Regions from separate parts of the Cricetulus griseus genome. Here region 1 is linked to region 2. The links are chromatin contacts, called in public Hi-C maps. All regions are on one chromosome and are shown on one strand. The core of a region is the stretch at or near the end of the contact, and the rest is flanking DNA. Distances in the headings are between cores, read along the strand shown. Region 1 overlaps Ankrd1 (ankyrin repeat domain 1). Region 2 overlaps Pcgf5 (polycomb group RING finger protein 5).

Region 1 (3,657 bases), core at 859-3,358, 330 kb before region 2:
CAGTCTCTGTGTAATTTGTAGCTATTTTGAGAAAGGTGGGTGTATTCATTCATTCCTGCTCTAGGCTCTCTTCAGCCAGGAATGACTAAGGCAGATTGGAATTACCCAATGTGGTTCTTATGTTTTTAAGATTTGTTTATTTATGCACTTTACGTATATGAATGCTATGTCTGTATGCATGCCTGCAAGCCAGAAGAGGGCATTGGATCCATTATAGTTGGTTGTGAAACTTTGTGGTTGCTGAGAATTGAACTCAGGTCCTCTGGAAAAGCAGCTCATGTTCTTAACCACTGAGCCATCTCTCCAGCCCCACAATGTATATTTTAAAGGTGACAATTTTGGTCATCCTTTATTCAAGACCAATCTTTCAAAGAACTATTGAGATCCAAGGTCAGAGCCAAAGTTATAGTTTCCCTATGTCTGACTCTGTGACCTGAGTCCTTGCCAACTCTCACCCTGTCCTTACGGAAATAGACACATTGGAACTATCAGTGTATCTCAAAATGTACTACCATGGGAATAATACTTTCAAATATCTGAGAATTTGAAAGTATCAGTGGTACCCTGGCTTTGACTACTTACACAGTTCTTGGTGTTGAGGTCTGCCCCGAAGGTCATTAAGAGCCGAATCATCTTATAGCGATTCAGCCTCACAGCGTCGTGCAGTGGGGTATCTCCTTCCTAGAAGCAGGATAAGCAGATGCAGTCAGTGTGAAGCCAGGAAGTGGGTCCTGCTGGGGTGCCCCAGCTTGCCTGAATGATTTCAAATAAGCTTACGGTGACTCAGCCCTGTCAGCTACTCACTCTGTCCTTGGCATTGAGATCCGCCTCACAGGCGATGAGATGCTCTGCACACTCGTAGTGACCAGTCCTCACCGCCACGTGCAGCGCTGTGCTGAGCAGCTAAAACATTAGAAAACGGGAAAGGGTGAGAACAGACTGCCGAGGCCTCAAGGCACGTGCAAATGGGGTGTGTGCGGCTTGAGGTGTCCATAGAATAACGACTGACAGAGGACCTCCGTGGGCAGGCAGGGAGCAGAAGCCTAAGGAAGGGCAAGGAAATACCTTGTCTCGGGCACTGATTTTGGCCCCTTTGTTCAACAACAGTTTCAGGACATCCAGGTTTCCTCCACGACATGCCCAGTGGATGGCTGTGGATTCAAGCTGTTTGGGAAAGAAAAAAAAAAAAACAAAACAAAACAAAACAAAAAAAAACACAAGACAAGACAGTGTGAAAGAGAATCTTGCTGGGGCTGGGGGTTGGTCTTTGGTTTTAAAGGCCCAGAGAATATGGACAACTGATAGTTCTTGGTGGTTTTGGTGTTGAGAGCCACTTCTGAGTTTCTTGCTAAAAAAAAAGCCCAGCTAAACTGAGTGAGTGGCTGGATTTGTAGTTAGGAAGCTTTTAATATATCTGGTTACATTTTAGAATATCTTAACCTGGATCTAACCCCTCATCCCACCTCCCTGTCTTTCTCTGTCTTTCTGCTGGCTCTGTGCTGTATTTGCACTCGAACAGCCTAGGGACCTCAGCTGTCAATCACTGTGGTTACTGCACTGTACTTTGAAGAGATTGCCACCTCTCTGCTTTGTTTGGTGCATCTCTGGACTTCCAGATTCCAAATTTGGGTTTGGGCATCACTTTATTATAATAAGTTTCTTAAATTTTTTTTCAGTATTTTGTCCTTTGATTAAATTCAGGTTAGGTTCTTTGGAATTTTTTTTATTCCTTTTCCATTTTACCATAATGCCAAATTGAGCTGCATATAAATAAATGAAGCATTTTCCAGTTCAATCTTCAGGGTATAAAATATATTGTATAGTGGTCTTTATGGAAATCACAGCGGCTGATTGTTAGGGTCTGAAGAGCAGCCACTTTCCTGAGACCTGATTCATTTAGCATGCAGCCTGACTCCAAATCTCATCAGTGGCAATTGGCATCCATCATATAAAGTTGCAGCTAGGAAATTCTCGTGGGTTGCTGGCAGCCGAGGGGCCAGGAGTGGGCTGTGCTGTCTGATGAAGGAGTGTGGTGTTGAAAGGCCAGGAATGCTACTGACTTGATAATGACCCAAACTCTCTGGTGAGGTTACTGAATTCTGCCCAACAACTTTCACTTCCTTCTCTTCTCTGCAACACTCCTCTCCTTTTCAGGCTGTCTGGAAAATGCTTCCCCATGACCTAGTCTCATCGCCCAACTTCCCTTTGTATGGAGAAATGAGCTTTTGACTAGTTTTCTCAGATCAATTTTCAATCCAATTGGGCCAGTTTTCATTGTACGTTTTCCTGAGCTTTTTTCGGATGGTCTGCTTATTTTGGCTCATTTCCAAGCAAAGAAATATATTTACCATATCACGGAATTCAATCTGGGCTCCAGCCTCCATTAACTTCTCCACAATTGCCAAGTGTCCTTCTAGGCATGCTCTGTGGAGAGCGGTCCGTTTATACTGTCAATGATTAAAACAAGAGATAGTGGTGCATATAAAAATGCGTATAATCCTTTAAGAGCTATGAAGCTGGGACTATGATGACCTAAGTGATAGAAAGGCCAGGATTGTTTTATGAATCAGAGTGCCAGAGCTCACTGAAATTACAGGATTAGAATAATTATCTGGCAGCTACAACCTGAGCTTCCTGTCCTAGACCCTTCCTAAGTGTTAAAGGCCAAGGCAGGCGGATGTGGACTTCAAACCTCAAACCCCATCTCAATGCTGAAAGGTCCCTTTTTGTGTTTGAACATGCCCAAAACAGCAGATGGTTTTCTTCCATCCAGAATGGATGCTAGATTGAATATCAAAAATCATTCAATTCACTTTTCAAAGAGAGGAAACTCAGCTTTGGTGTGAGCTGCCCCATCACTTCACGGGAGAAGCAATACAAAGTCGAGATTGCTGACAAGCTGGCTTTGTATTAATGAGCCAGCAGGCTAATGGAACAAGACTGTGCTTACAGATAAACAGCGACAAAGACAATGCACAGGAGCTGTTCCCATCAGGTAGTGACAGAGCTGGACTGGGAACTCCACCTTCCCCTTCCAATGCTGAGCTATCTTGGTCTGATGAAAGACATTGCTAATAATAACTTTCTCCAGAAGATACTTTTTGGCCTGGAAGTCTATCCAAAGGATCTAAGAAGTTAAAGACAAACTGTCTTCAAGTCAGACAGAATTATATGAGAACAGAAAAACTCCATGCAATCCATCATGCTAATCTAGTATTTGGGGGTTGTGGTGTAGGGGAGAACAATACATTCATTTTTATGCTCCTGGCAGATGTAGCAACAGCTGGAGAACCTTTTAAGTGGAAGACATCTCAGACTGTGTTTGCCAGCCTACAGGAAGGCATGGGCCTTACCTCATCGCAGACATCGGGGCTGTTCTTGTCGGACAGAAATTTCTCTACAACTGGCAGTTTGTTCTCCAGCGCAGCTTTCAGAAACCTCGGCACATCCACAGGTTCAGTCTAAAGTGAGGAAGTAAGGATGGAGGAGGGAGAGGAAGAGGAGGGGGGAAGAGAGAGGGGAGGGAGAGAAAAAGGAGAGGGAGACAGAGAGGGAGGGAGAGGGAGACAGAGAGGGAGGGAGAGGGAGACAGAGAGGGAACAGGAAGGTGGTAAACAAGTGGAGGAGGACGTTGAAGAGAACAAAGAAGGGAGAGAT
Region 2 (3,420 bases), core at 449-2,948:
TTTTTTAATTGGGAGCAGCTTTCATTCTCATTATAAATGTTCACTACTTTAGTTCTTACATAGATTTTTGTCACTTTGTCCAAGCACATACCAGTCACTAAGGGTTTTTTTCTGCATTTTGTTTTATGTACAAGTTCATGTTTTCTGCTTATAATTTTCTTTTGCTTCATCTCTGTAAATCAGTAGATCTTTCAGTTGAATTTATTTACTGTTGTATTACTAATAACAGTACTTTGTATTGGGAAATTTTAAAAAATCATTTTTAACTATCAGCATCTTTCAGGAAAGGATATATCAAAGCATAGTAAGCAAATGATTATTTAGTCACTGATGTGATAATGATATAAGTGGTTTAAAAAGAAAGGCCTGTCACTTGAGACAGTTGAGTTAGGTGTCAGGTGGGGTGGGAGCAGGACTAGGAAGTAACTCCTAGCTGAGCATATGTAAAGGATTTCTTTGGAGGACAAGGAAAAATTTGAATTAGATATTGTAATGGTTGAACAACTATAAAAACTACTAAATTGTTCATTTTAAATAATGTCTTTATGGTGTTACATTTCAATTTAAGAAGTTAAAGTCACACTTGTTAATTACTCTGCTTGGTAGAGATGTAAATCATAATACTAAAAAAAAATAAGAAGAAAACATGATAAAGAATTTGGGCTTAAACAAAAAGCTAACTTTTGTTTTTGTAAAGCTCCACAAAACTGAAGGATTGTCAAGCTGTGTCGTAGAACTGCAGACCCCTCGGAGCCCACAGGAGGGACTGCTGCAGATTTTGTGTTTAGTCTTTTAACTCTTCCAAAGCAAAGAAAGACAGGATCTGTATTTTATCAGCCTCTGACAGCTGCTGAGCCACTTCTGCTTCTGAAGGAGCTGAGTTGGGGCACTTCAGACGCTACACTCACACTGTGGTCTCAGGGAAAACAGCTTAGACGGAAGGGACATTTCTGAATTCTGCACTTCATGACTCGAGATGGACAGCAGGACAGAGTAAGGGTGTTGGTGCCATAGGGAGGGAAGATGATATTCTTGAAACAAAACAGTGTTCTTCCATGTGGTATTACTTCAAATATGCAGATGTTCCAAAGATACTGATCCTTTCTAGACAGCTGAGCAGGGTAGGGTTAGACATGGACCTCCTCCCCCACCCCCTGCAGTTTCCTGTGAGCCCTGGGGTGTAGCACAGTGCTCCCCTTCTCCATATGTCAGGAAGGAGATGGTGAGAAGAAACCCCACTCCTAGCTCCTGTGCACCATCCTGACTTCTGCCCAGCACCTGTCAGTCATTGCCTCTTACGGTGTCAGCACTTTCTAGACATAGATACAGTAGTTCTCAGGTGTAGAAAACCAGGGAACAAAGCACGTTTAGTTTGGTTTCATTATAAAGTATTTCTAGAGAAGGTGCTTATTACTTATTTTCTAAGTATTTCCAAGTCAACTTTCACAGACTCCAGATTAGAATTTTATTAGATCTGTGTCGGGCTTTATTGAATTATGAATTATAGAAACATTCTTTTGCCTTGTCTTAAAAATGTTCCTTTAACTGTTCTGACATCTCTGAATTATTAATGACTAGGAGCAGTGGGAGGGTGGGGCTCTGCTCAAGCTTAAAGAGTGAGTCAGAACCGCTGTCTCCATGTAAAACAAGAAACGCATGAAGGCATACAGACCTTAGTGATGTATAGTAACCTGCAGTAACCCCTCCCTGGGGAATGCTCTTCCTCCACCCAGAGCCCACGCTGCACAGCTGGCAGGTGCTGAGGCATGCAGTGGACTTAACTCTTGAAGCTCCTCCCAAGTCTGCTCTCTGCAGTTATTTCCAGATTCTGCACTGTGCTGAACAAGTGTCACTAAGTAACATCGTTTAATAAAATGTTGACATTTTGTAGCCTCTTTATTAAACTATTTTCTTTATTTAAAAAAATCTTAGAGAAAAACAGATTGTCTACTTGACAAGATTTTGCTAATTCACACACTGATACATTGTTAAAGAATGCCATGTAAATAAGCAATGTTTAGGAACATTTTACTTAAAAGAATTAAAAATTTTTGGTTTTTTGTTTTACGTTTTAAAAATACTAAAGCATATAGTGAAAACCATGCCTTTGGTTTTGGTATGGTACAGTTTGGTGTGGGGTGGTCTTATGAGACACTCTCCCCTTGCAGCCCAGGTGGAAGTCAAACTCAAATCCCACCTTAAAATCCTCTGAATGCTGGAATTACAAGTGTATGTATGCCTAAGTATATGCCCGAGAATGCCTAAGGTTTTAGTAAAAACAAATTAGAGTGTTTAATTTGTCATTTGTTTCCTTTAGGGTCTCATGAAGAAATTCATTCGATGTTCTACACGAGTTACTGTAGGAACTATTAAAAAGTTTCTAAGTTTAAAACTAAAACTTCCAAGTTCTTATGAGGTAAGTAAAATAATACCTAATTGTGACTGTTTTGATGATTCTGATCTGTAGGAAAAGAAGTAAAATCAGAATATATCCAAATTTTTTGTAGGAACTGGTTATTTTCATTATATATACCATATAAAAATTAATTTTTAGACTATAATATTTATGTAATATTTTATAACAATATATCCCAAGAACATCACATCAATGCATTTGTGACTAAAGAAGGTATTTGTAAAACTTACATAAGATACTCCAGATACTCCCTGGCTAAATGTTTTCTTTTTTATAATGTCAACATGCTTTAAGATGTGTCACTTTTTAAATTTTTTTGTCTTACTGTTTAACAGCTTTATGCATTTATATAGTGACTCTGACTTGCTTCCTTACCTACTCCCCTCTCTCCTCAGCCCCTCCTCTGGTTGGAAACCTTTTCAGTACATTCTACTCCTACTTTTGTGCCTTCTCTTTGTTTGTGGTCCATTGAGGTTAGTAAGAGTTTCTTGCCTGAGCCTGAGTAAGTGGTTATTACTGGAACAAGGACAACTTACACTGGACACACCACCAAAGAAAATGACCCCTTCCCCAGGCAGCCATTAATTGCCAGTTTTTCCCCAGCGTAGGATGGGCCTCATGGACTCCTCTCCCATCTCTGATGAAGTGATGCTCTGCCCAGCTGTGCAGGTCTTATGTAGATCACTACAGCTGCAGGAAGTCCATAGCTAGTGCAGAGGCTAAGTCATGCCCCATCTCTCCATCCTGTCTCCTTTTCTGTGATATCCCCTGAGTCTAGAGGGAGAACAAAGCACAAACCTCACATAGCAAACAGGAGATGGATGTGAAGTATGGGCAGGTTCCCTATCGTCCAGTTGTGAGCGGAACAGCAGCCAAAGGACAGGCACACTGTTGAGATGTGTGGCATTTCCTGAGACTGATAGTCTTTTCTGAAAGGAGAACTGAAGTGTCAAGGGATTTAAGCACAGTCCTTGAAAGGAAGGAGTCTTATCTGAGGAAGCTTC

The links. Hi-C and Micro-C count contacts between places; a contact is called where the count stands out from the background.
Region 1: a Hi-C map of the CHK-Q cell line shows a contact between it and region 2, with 7 times the contacts expected there. The contact joins two enhancer-like sites. A contact is called at or near these places in 4 of 8 Hi-C or Micro-C datasets (the CHK-Q cell line, the CHL-YN cell line, the CHO-K1 cell line and 1 more).

Annotation. Positions count from the first base shown.
Region 1 is chr3:25,657,757-25,661,413 of CriGri-PICRH-1.0, reverse strand. Ankrd1 (ankyrin repeat domain 1) reads right to left here. Exons shown (of 9, transcript NM_001246706.1): 4 at 3,354-3,461; 5 at 2,349-2,447; 6 at 1,066-1,164; 7 at 805-903; 8 at 583-681. Among named protein-coding and RNA genes, the nearest start is that of Ankrd1, 3.9 kb to the right of the region's middle. Within about 2 kb of position 2,108, at least 2 of the 6 cell types and tissues checked have open chromatin away from gene starts, as enhancers often do. A contact at or near this core is called in the CHO-K1 cell line, where this site is marked.
Region 2 is chr3:25,322,714-25,326,133 of CriGri-PICRH-1.0, reverse strand. It overlaps Pcgf5 (polycomb group RING finger protein 5), which reads left to right. Exons shown (of 10, transcript XM_027406344.2): 7 at 2,318-2,416. Among named protein-coding and RNA genes, the nearest start is that of Pcgf5, 95 kb to the left of the region's middle. Within about 2 kb of position 1,698, at least 2 of the 6 cell types and tissues checked have open chromatin away from gene starts, as enhancers often do. A contact at or near this core is called in the CHO-K1 cell line, where this site is marked.